Linked DNA regions of Zea mays: regions 1 and 2 are each linked to region 3. Evidence: chromatin contacts called from public Hi-C data. All regions are on one chromosome and are shown on one strand. Each heading gives the region's core, a stretch centred on a gene start, on an enhancer-like site or on the middle of the called end of the contact. The rest is flanking DNA. Distances are from core to core; before and after follow the strand shown.

What was found. Hi-C and Micro-C count contacts between places; a contact is called where the count stands out from the background.
Region 1: a contact with region 3 is called in a Hi-C map of leaf, with 2.3 times the contacts expected there. The contact joins two enhancer-like sites. A contact is called at or near these places in 4 of 25 Hi-C or Micro-C datasets (leaf and leaf mesophyll).
Region 2: a Hi-C map of leaf shows a contact between it and region 3, with 1.9 times the contacts expected there. The contact joins the promoter of LOC100282757 here to the enhancer-like site in region 3.

The regions. Positions count from the first base shown.
Region 1 is chr3:4,062,087-4,065,654 of Zm-B73-REFERENCE-NAM-5.0, reverse strand. No RefSeq gene overlaps it. Among protein-coding and RNA genes, the nearest start is that of LOC103649600, 6.6 kb to the left of the region's middle. Within about 2 kb of position 2,089, at least 20 of the 20 cell types and tissues checked have an H3K27ac peak or open chromatin away from gene starts, as enhancers often do. A contact at or near this core is called in leaf and leaf mesophyll, where this site is marked.
Region 2 is chr3:4,408,496-4,412,263 of Zm-B73-REFERENCE-NAM-5.0, reverse strand. It overlaps LOC100282757 (shaggy-related protein kinase eta), which reads right to left and starts at 2,056. Exons shown (of 12, transcript NM_001155663.2): 1 at 1,748-2,056; 2 at 1,522-1,605; 3 at 844-903; 4 at 477-749; 5 at 309-383; 6 at 165-221. The coding sequence starts at 1,840.
Region 3 is chr3:4,220,980-4,224,963 of Zm-B73-REFERENCE-NAM-5.0, reverse strand. LOC103649602 (RNA binding (RRM/RBD/RNP motifs) family protein) reads right to left here. Exons shown (of 11, transcript XM_008675339.4): 11 at 2,908-3,984. The coding sequence ends at 3,179. Among protein-coding and RNA genes, the nearest start is that of LOC100282713, 7.0 kb to the left of the region's middle. Within about 2 kb of position 1,838, at least 13 of the 20 cell types and tissues checked have an H3K27ac peak or open chromatin away from gene starts, as enhancers often do. A contact at or near this core is called in leaf and leaf mesophyll, where this site is marked.

The sequences.
Region 1 (3,568 bases), core at 840-3,339, 160 kb after region 3:
GTTTGAGTGAGAACTCTGTCTTTCTCTTTTTTGTTTTATCTCTGATCTGCATGTGGCTTTCAACCTGGTGAACTACCATGGCCTCTTGAGTTGATGTCACAGTTGTTTAATTGTGAGTTGTGCATGTGCGGCTGCTCATTTACATGGACAATTGTTTAATCACTAGCTGGCACAATTGTTTAATTGTGTGCATCTGCTGCGGGCGGTGCATCATAGGTGCATGGGTTCTATTAATCAATCTCCCTTGCATGTTTAGGTAGTGTCTTACATAATAACAATTGGAGTTGCTCTTTAGGCATCCATAATCCATTGCATTTGAGTGGTGATATGAGCAGCAGCGGCCCTAAAAAGAGAGAGAACTGATAGAGAGCACGGACATGTAGGCATCCATCGCATTCGGTGATGTGACTTGTGTGAGCAGGAGCGACCGTCAATTTGCTCGGCTGTGCGGCTGTCGTCTATCATTGACGAAATGGTTGGATCGAGATGGGGCCCGGGCCCAATGATATGCTAAATACTAGCTCCGTTCATAAATATATTGGTCGTTATCATGCTTTCGAGGAGTCAAACATTTTTTTACTTTGACCACTTGTATATAAAAAATATTAATATTATATTATATAATTAGTATAGTTAGATAGATCTTTGATTTTATTTTTGTAGTAAAATTATTTGAAGATATAAATGTTGTAAATATATTATATAAATCTAGTCAAACTTAAGAAAATTTGACTGGTACGAATACCATAGCGACAAACATTTGTGGACGGAGAGAGTTCTTGCAAGGGAATTCTCGGCATCAAGGCAGGTCTCTTTCATAGCCACTATAGTTCCAAAGTGTCAAGTCGGCGATGTCAAAGTGAGGTTGTTCGCTTCGGATTAAAGTATCAGCTATTTGGACTACTATAGTAGCGGTAATCTATACAGAGTTATAGACAAAACACTGTAGAAATAATAGAAACCTCACCTACCTGACCGAACCAGCAGCAATGTAGCCTGCAAAGATTGCAGTAGCTGAGTATGATAAGACTGTCTCTAACAATATCTTGTATATTCAATTCATCCCCCGTATCTATTTTTTATCGTATTCTTTAAGAGATTCTCTCCTATATGATTCCTGTTTGGAGATGGTCTGAGGTCGTACTGTAGCCTACAGGACTGGCTATGTGACATGCATGGGACACCTGAGATGATGAATGCATGCATGAATGGTCATGTTCATCTAAGGGACGACGGTTTCCTTTTCTCCCTCCCTCCCTCGTGTGCTTAAAAACCAGGACCATACAATGATACAAGGCAGCCCGCGGGAGTGGTGGTTCGCTTTTTTCATGTGCCAACGCATGACTGTTCAATTGTTCATAGAATATTAATGTAGCATTGTTAATTCTGTTTTAAAATAAAATATATTTAGATATATAAACATTACTATTTTGTTTGTAAAACTAATTAAAATATTTTGAAAAGTTTAACCGTTATGAACATCGTAGCCTTGCTTTTAGAAAGGGAGAACGCACGGTAGTAGGCCAGTGGTGGCCGTGCCTACGAGTTGACACTTGGTGAGTGAACAGCCGCTTGTACTTTAGCCTGCGCTCTCGTTGTCCGGCCGCTTGTCGACGTCGTTGTTGTTGTATTCTAGCCTGCGAGCTCATCGGCGGCTTGCTCCAGGTGCACATGCATGATGCATGCACGGACGCACGGCAGCAACTTGCCTGGCGCTGGATCGGACGGCGACGGCGACCAGAGGAAAATGGACGGATGGATGGAATGGAAGCGGGTGCGACGGACACGTTACGTTTACGTACGGTAGCTCCTGAGAGCCATGGCGAGAGCTAGGGACGTCGTCCGTCGTGCTCTGCCATGCATCAATGCATGTAGTACGGTCCGCGTGCCCTCAGCGTCCAGCGGCCGCCGTGGTCACCCACTCACCCGAGCCGGTCGAGCGAGCGAGCGGCACGGGCGCATGGGATGGGATGGGCCGCCGATGGAGGAGGCTGGCCCGCGCGGTCGGCGGCGCTGTTCCCACCCACTGCACTGCACTGCACTGCACCGGTCAGCTGTCACTGGTCAGGACTCAGGAGGAGACCCCTACGGGTCCACGGCAACGAGCCCGCCCCGGCCATGGTGGTCCAGGCGCCAGGGCTGGGACGCGTGGCCGCCTCCTCCACTGGCCACTGCTCGCCGATGTACGCCGTCTCCGTCTCGCTGACCTGACCGCGACTGCATGCTCTCTCGGTCGCGCGCGTGCGATGGTGCAGAGCTTGCTGCTCGTGATTCATGAGAGAGGCAACGAGAGGGGCGTGCGTGGCTGGATCGTTGGCAGCGACAGCGTGCCATGAACCTGGACGCGCGGCCAGGCCAATCCACAGCCCTGAGCCCATCCATCGACATGGACGTCGACGACGTACGCTACGCCTGCTAGATGTTGCCGTCCGTCCGTTCATCAGCCCCGGTACGGTACGTGCCCAAACCGGTCTGCTGGATCCCCGTCGCGCGGACCACCTGCAAAGTGCAAACCTACGGTACCTGCCCCAGCTGCTAGTACGTGCTACCTTTGACGTCGTCTCGGTTCTCTTGCCTGCCTCGCCAGTCGCAAGCTCAGCTGGCTATGCCTCCGCTGTCGCAGACCGACCCATCAGTGATCGGTCCCCAAGTCCAAGTGCCCGGAACGGAATCGACCCGTCTCGAAAGGGAAAGCAGCGGCGCCGCGGCCGCCCACCGTTCGCCCCGGCACCGGCCGGTGGCTCCGACGACCACAAGCACGAGCAGGATTGCGAATTGCGATGGTTCAACGCACCGGCCGGCGCGCGCGCTTGGGAGCGACGGGCTAGCTGACACTTGCCTCAGCTAGCTGCGTTTCCGCGCGTGCGCGTCGCCTAGTATGGGAGATGACGCAGACATAGTATAGGAATCTATGTGTCACAATTTCACCAATAGTTTCATTACTCTATCTATTTATTATAAGCTTTTTTTGTTTTGTAGACCATCTTTTTTAGAAGTAAATTTTATAGCTATTTTAGCTCTTTCTTATTTCCTTTTCTCAGTCATGCTTAAAGCCATTAGTGGAATTGTTTTACCAAACAAATTTTCCATTCTAGCTCTGCTCACAAAGCTAAAAAAGGAAGATCAGATTGGCATCGTATTCTAGCTCTGCTCACAAAGCCGTTAGTGGAATTGTTTTTTTTTTCCTTTTTCTCAACAAATTTTTCAACCAGCAATGTCCCCGGGTTAAGAAAAATGGCAGCGGATGGATCAAACGTCTCCCTTTTCTCGCTTCGCATCGCTGCCGTACGGCCCGACCCACCTAGAAAACTACGGCCCGACAACGCATTAACACTGTAGTACAGTGGGCCGAACGCACAGCGTTGAAGTATGAACCTGCTCGGCCATACGACGCAATACAAGTGTTGTACACATTTCTCTACCTCTCTTTTGTCAGGAAATTATTGGTTTTATTCTTAAACAATCCTTGCGTTTCCACTTTCCACTAGCCCATCGATCCTTGATACCAAACGGGTATTAACCTTAAGATATATGTACATGTCCATGCCCGACGGGAAAATGCTAAGAT
Region 2 (3,768 bases), core at 807-3,306, 190 kb before region 3:
GATAATACAGACTAACACAGCTCCGCAAACCGTTGAATAAGTCTTAGCTCAAATAGGATAAAGGTAACTGCACATGATTAAACCTTTGATAACAATATTTTTAAAAAAGAGCATAAAACAAAAGGATGTGACTACAGATCCTCGAGGAAAGAAAAACAACATACCAGAACTTTTGCACTACCAAAGTCACAGAGCTTGACCTGGTGGGTGAGAGGATCAACCTGTACATCAAAGAGAGACGACGAGACCAATTCAGAACTAATTACCAAATCAAAGGAAGAACAAATCCTTGTCCACATGACACATACCAAAACGTTTTGTGGCTTCACATCCCTATGGCAGACTCCTGGTACATTATGAATATAAGCTAGGCCTCTAAAAAGCTGCAAACATCACAAAAAAGAAGAAGACAATTAGCAAAACAATGAGAGCACGCATTGGCAGTCTCACAAGAGTTAAGCTGCTGGTTGACAAACCTGATACATGTAGAGCTTGACGTAGATAAGAGGCATCCTCTGGTTCGCATTGCTGTAGTGCTTCAGGACTCGGTATAGAGTCTCAGGGACGAATTCCATGACAAGGTTTAAAAACAATTCGTCCCTGCTCGTTGTCGAGAAGAAGCAGTGCTTCAGGCAGATGACGTTGGGGTGCTCCATGGCACGCATAAGTTGCAGCTCCCGGTTCTTGTAACGCCGATCTTGCAGCACCTTCTTGATGGCGAAGGTCTCTCCTGTTTCCAGACACTTAGCCTACATGCCAGAACCAATTCAGTGCACGTTGCATCAACCAGTGTTAGGCGCAGCCACAAAGAAGAGCCCCCTCCCCCATGGCCGAGCACCATACCTGGAAGACGATCCCAAATGAGCCTGTGCCCACGACACGTTCTGCCATGTAACTGATGGTCTGCGATTAAGGCCGGAATAAGAACAGCACGTGAGTAACTGAGGACGAGATGAGGCTAACCGGACTCTAGAAGTAGGCTGGCATCAGACAGAGTATCTGAGCAGGCAGGAATTCAGATCCTCACACATGTAACTAATCTAATAGGCAGCATTTCTATTGCGAACACAACAAAACTAGACACGGAACTGGTCGACCATGCTTCCTATAAATGCGTGCTAGAGCCTTGGAAACTCGAAGCAACGGAGCACAAATTGAAGCAGTCAGGCACATAATTCAGCTTGGAGCACTAAAGCAGCGAAGAGCGCTATTGTCTGCACAGCCAGCCAGAATCCGCAAAGCGGTGGGAACAGCATAATTCATCACCAAAATCAGAACTAAAGCCGCTACAGATTTCACCAGCATGCTGGCTCTAGCTACCTAGCAGCTAAACGAGAGGCACGAAACACGGACCCATGCGCAAGCGCAAACCACCAGATCAAGTTCGGGTCCCCGACCGCAAAAGCCGCTACAGCACAATCGGAACCAGTTGAAGCGCAATAGCCGCGCGCAGCAGCATTGACGCACGCAACGGCACGACAGGCAGAGGCAGGACAGACAGCGAGAGAAGTGGTAGCTTACCCGCTTGGGCTCGCCGTTCTTCCCGCCGATGGTGGTGGAGATGATATGGCCCGTCACAGCGTCTCCCCCTTCCCCGTCCTTGTGCTGCGGCAAACACGGAAAGGTGAAAGGGCGCCATTAGCACAACATGCATCACCCCGCAGGCGCAGCCCGCAGGAAGCAGCAGATCGGGCGGCGCCAGGCCGCGCCCGCCACCGCCAGACCCAGATCTGGGCCACCCGCTCACCTTGTCGCTGCCGGCGGGAGGAATCGCCGCGGCGGCGGCGGCGGGAGGTGGGGCGTCCAGCTCCATGGGCCCCGGTCCCGGCGGCGCCTCCATGGTGGGGTGAACGGAACGGAACGGTCGGTCGGTCGGTCGGTTCAGAGTTCAGACGCCGCTGCCGAGAGGCACGAGTTGGCGGCTCCCGCTTGCTTGCCTGGTTGCGGCTGCGGGCGGGATGGCTCTCGGCTTTGGGGGTTGGGGAACGGGGATGGTGGTGGGTTGGGGTGGGGCAGCAGTGCTTTTGACCGGTCGGCTCGGCCCTGCTGCGACTGCGAGGAGAGGACTGCCGCCGCGCCGCGCTTGGCTTGGCTTTGGACAGCTTGGGACAGCCGCTGCTGGCTGGCTGGCTGGCTGGCTTTGCGATAAGTGTGCCGCTGACTGCCGTGTTTTATTATCGGAGACGGATTCTACTTTGGCAGCGACGGTGAGCCGTTTCCTGTCTCCGCGCACGATTTCGGATTCGGAGAGCCTGGTTTTGGTAATCAGGAGGTGCTAAACCGCGGGAGTAATGAACTGCTTGTGGATCTTATCTTGGCTGCTCTAGCAGCGTTACGTTACACATCTTGAAAACAAAAAAAGGCGTGATGGAGAATCTTTCCCATCTCCATCCTCTAAGGGCTAGACGAGGATTAAGGCGTGAGACGCAGGGGAACGGAGCACGAGCAGCAGCGTAGCACCGAACGTAGTTTGGTTGGTCACACGTTTCGCCGCCCCCCTGTCACGTAGCATGTGCCGGCCGATCTGTAGTGTAGCAGCGTTGCGTTGCATCTCCGGCGCTGTTGCTGTGTACCTGCATGGATCTGGAGGACTGGATGGTGTGGTGTGGTCGGTCGGTCAAAGCTGTAGTGTGGCTGCTGGGGTTGGATTGGACGCCGACGTGGTTGGAGGTATAAACCCGGCTATATATTTCTTGTCTGTCACTGCTCCGCGCTGGCAGCCAAATCCGCTTCCGGCGGCCTCAATCATGCAGTCAAACTTGGTTTGGGGACATCTCCGCCTGCTCTATTGTAAGTATATTATACTTACATTTGCTATGCATTATCTTTACTACGTATGGTTGTAAGTTCATTTCCCACTTTCCAGTCCCAAGCTACGCCCAAAACGCCATGCACGTTGGAAAAGCGTCGCGCTGGTACTCGCTAAACAAAATCCCGGCCTCCCATGCAGAAACAAATTTGTTGCAGCTCCTCACAAAAAAGGAGGATAAACTTTACCTGCATGTCTACTAGATAACGTTTTAGTTGTATTATTGGTCTACAGATGAAGCATATCCTCTTTTTTGTGAGGGGCTGCAGCAAATTTTTTTCCGCGTAAAAAAAGCCCGGACCTTCCGGGAGACCCGGAGCCGCTGCCGCCTCCTCCCTCCGTTGCGTTGCCACAGTGCCAGCCACAAACAGCATCCACCAATCCATCGCATTATAACCCCCAGCGGGCAGTAGGCAAGTGGAACAGACAGCAGCACAGCTCGCCCGGCAGCTCCTCCTGCTGCTGCTACACGGGCTACGCCATGACCGGCCGGCGAGTAGCCTTTGACTGCTCTGCTTCCGGTACAGTGCGGTGCTGTGCAGGCAAGGCCTGCAGGAGCGGCGGCATTCTTTTTCTCCTGCCGCCTCTGGGTTTGCTTGCTGCAACCTGCAAACCGCACCGCCGCTGCCGTCCGGGAGTACTTGCACTGGTCGCGAGCGGAGCGGCCGCCGGCCGGGCAGGCAAAGCTACGGACCATTTATTATTCCGTGATGTGAATGACCAAGACAAAAAAAAACACTATACAGTACGTCTCCTGGCATTGACCGGAACAGGGGCCTGGGCGTCTCCTGACCCCTCGGCGCCGATGTGCAGAGCGACGATGTGCTCGCTTCAGAAGCGGGCGGGCGAGCGACGGACCAGATTCTTGCCAGTTGCCAGCACCATATGGGCCGAACTGAACATATGGCTCAACTTGAGCTACCATCGCACGCAGAGGAAACACTGATGGTAAGTGAGTG
Region 3 (3,984 bases), core at 589-3,088:
ATCATGGACTATGAAACACACAAGAGTTGCTTTTTGGTGGGAGAAGCATTTGCTAGGCTATTGTCTAGGGTTGCAAGCAAACACCTAGGCATACTACATGTTGTAGATTGCCCAAGTAAAATTGTTCATCCATCATGAGGCCACATAATATTATCAAAATTAAAATTTAAACATAGAGATTCATAACAGGAACAATTGTTAGAGATTCATACCTCAGCATCCTAAAAAATGATAGGGTACAACCTAAACATGTAACCTTCTACTATACAACAAATAAAGGTATTATTTCTCTACATCCTAACAATGATAAGGTACAACAAACAAAAATCTTTCTGTACCGAGAAACTAAACCAAATAATAGAAGGTATCTAATATATAGATATATGCATCTCAAGATAGAAAGATTTATGTGTCCACACATCAGGAGTGCCATTAGTTGATGTCCATACATCAGCTACATATCATAATATACTCATCTGCTAGCTACCCAAAAGTTATCACAACCCTAGTAGATACATCATCACTGTGTTGTTTGCCTACATATCATCACTTATTGAGATTCTTTGGCATGGCATCCACCTTCTTCGTGAGGTCATCGACTTGCACAACCACAGTGTCAACCTGCATAGCCTTGGCATCCACCTGCTTGTTAAGTTGTTATGGATTCATTGATTTGCACGACTGTCGCGTACGTCCACCTTGTTCAGATAGCGCTTGATTGGTTTACTGCGAACGCACACCCTGTCCCACGCGAGCCTGGCCGGCCAGGTACGGCCATTTCTGGCGACATCAGAATAACTTATTTTGTATCCACTCATGCAGCCACCGTTCCTCGCGCACAGACAACCAAACAGACGCTCAACCAAAGTCAACGCACGCAACGATTCAGGATGGAATGGTACGGGTAACCAATCAGATGGATAGTGCATCTTTCTTGAAATACAAACGAGGACGCTCTTCTCACTCAATTCGATATCTCGCAGTTGTACCTTAATGTTTGCTATAGGTTATGTTTTGCATTTTTTGTAAGAACTTTGGGGGGGAGCATTTTCATTTAGCTGTCATTTGTTTTCATCGAAGATGTATTTTTACTGTATGTTTTGCCATTTTGTGATAATATTTCTTCAACCTTATCGAAAAAAATACAAGCAACTATAGCATCAAAATAATTTTATCGAATTCTCCAGGAATACATTTGGTAGGAATATAGTTCGATAGCGCATTTATTTAACGCTGCTGGTTTTTTTGTTGGAAATTTAGTTTATAGTAACGGAAGCTGGTTTTTTTTTTTTGGAAAGCTGGGGCTGGTGCCACAACGGCACTGGAAACCAGAGGCAGAAACGCACGCAACGCTACCTGGTGCATGGTGGAACAAGAAATTCAACAAGCGTCAAAACCGATGCCCCGTCTTGGACGGAATCGGACCAATTCCTGGCCATTTTCTCCCGTTCTCACATGACTCCAGTTTTGACAGCGCATCCGGCCGCGCAGGGACAGTTTAGTTAGTGTTGATCAGGTGGTTTATTACTGGTGGTTAGACAACGGTGAATATGTCGTATTTATATAGGAGTAATGATAAATGAACAGCTGTTTCATTTTCATCCACAGACCACCAGCTACTGGACGAGAGAGAGAGAGGTAAACAAAGACCAATTGCAATTGGTACAGCCGTGGAATCCAAGGCAGTCGTACAAGGAGGATTTGTGCTGTCACGTTCCCCCCCGCGAATTTCGCCAAATTTTACCGTGGTGGGCAACCGCAAGGGTGGTGCACCGTGCAAGACCTTCTCCTTGGCTCCTGATGACCAAAACGACCAAACCTGAGGGTGCCTACGACCTATAACACCGAGCCATGTAGTACCGGTGCCGTAGGCCATACCATTGACTTTAAGATTCAAACGCGGTTTTAATCCTACCAAACATTGTAAAGGGGTTTTTTTATAAGAAAGAGCTGAAATGCAGAAAAAAATGGCACAACCCTGCCGTGCTCCGTGCGGTCAGAGTTTGGGCCTCCAGGAAGCTTCCATTTTCTTCAGAGCTACAAAAAAATGCAAGCTGGGAACCATAGCGCCGTACTATGTTCGAGAACTTGCTTTGCGTCAGAACTCAGAAGCAAAGTATGCTTAGCCTTGCCACTGTGGTCTCTTGTGTTTTTTTTCTTTCTTTCTTCAATACAAAAAAAAACGAACTTGGACTTGAGTTGCACCAGCAAGCGAACAGCATGTCAAACTAGTCCTGTTGTACCCATTGCGCTGCATCATGCCACGTTTGACTTGGACGCAGGTCCTTCCGAATGCAGTACATACATTATCAAGATATTTCGATTTTTTTTTTCAGGATACGTTTCGTGCAGCGCTGGAAATTCCGTTGCAAGGCTATGGTATTTGCATTGTGCCCTTTTCTTTGAAGACACAAATAGTGTACAGCAGCATCTCTATTTGCTACTGGAGGACCGAAGGTTGAGGTGTATTTTACAGTGAATCTGACTAATACTGTACTATTTTCTTACTGAGAGCTTGTTAGCTCTTACCGTTTCACTTCAATTGAAGAACAGCGATTCTGTCGCCGAAAGGTGCTCTCTTTGCAAAGCAATTGGCTAATGAAAGGCCATGATTCCTGGCCTGGTTGACCAACCAAAAGGAACCTAAAAGATATGCGGTAGATTAAAGGCAAGCATCACTTCACTTTTTCTAGCCAAGTGTGCAGCAGTACCCTCGTCCTTCCTTGGGGCGAGGGATCTTTGTGCTCGTGAAAGCAACGGCTCGCATTGTTCGCTAATGGACGAATAAATTCCATCACAAAAACATTGAACTGTATGGAACATGCTATACTGAAAGCGTGGGGGCAAAAACAAAAAAAGAGGACAAGGAAACGAGAAGCGCCCGGCACCCACCTGGTACCCGGTCCGAGAGCGCAAATTCACATTTCACCCAAGCAAAGGCAAAGCAAATGCGTGAAAGAATGACTGTTTACCAAATGTTAAACCAAATACCCACCCCTGCAGTCTTTGTACATGAAGCTCCTCCATGTTTGATCTTTACAAGCTTTAGCAACAAACACGAAGCACTCCCTGACACCATTTTCGCCACCATCCATCATCTTGGCATCTACTAGGTTAGAAGGTATGACTTGTACATGTCTGTTGTTAGGGTCTAGGAAGCAGACCTCTCGCCCTGGTGCTAGAATAGGCTGTACATGCGGTACGAAATGTCAACCTGAGGGCAGTTCCTTCCAGAATCGCTGCTTCCATCAGTCCATCTATCATGAGTTGACATTATTGGCTGTTGGAGCAATGTGCCTGCCATACCACCCCTCATGTCTGAAGTTGTTCCCTGGGAAAATACTTTGTATCCCCCAGTAGCAGTAGCCATGTAACTAGTGGAAGTTCCATCCCAATTTTCAGCCTCTTGACGTGGATGTGACGAGCCACCAGGGTAAAATGAATACTGAGGGTCATTTGACCAACCAAAGAGGGTGCCTGGAAACTGTCTGTGACTCTGACTCCAGTTCCGGTTGGTATCGGTCAAACTGGGTGGTGAAGAGATGTTCATGCTTAGATTTTGTGTGACATCTCCATCATCTTTCAGGCAATCTGTAGTCAAGCTAGTAAAGTCTTGTTGATCTGGAATACCACAATCTTGTACCAGGGCATCAGGTGCAGAGCAATGTCCAGAGCAAGCTTTGCCTGAACCGGAGTACAGATGAGGCTTCTCAAATCCAGGAGGACAAGCTTGTCTCCTTTCCTTTCTATGCAGAGATGCCACATCAGTGGATGATACTGCACTGGCTGGTCTTGATAGCATAGTGCTATCTGAAGAATGAGAGGAAACAATATGACCAGACCGAATTGTGTCCCAGCGCCTATTGTGCGAGCTATCACCATCAGACAACGATGCATTCTTATTAAGAGTGCTGCAGCAGAAACTTGCTCTTGCTATACCTGTATTAGAAACTGAAACTGGTGCATTTTGTTGATTTACCAGCT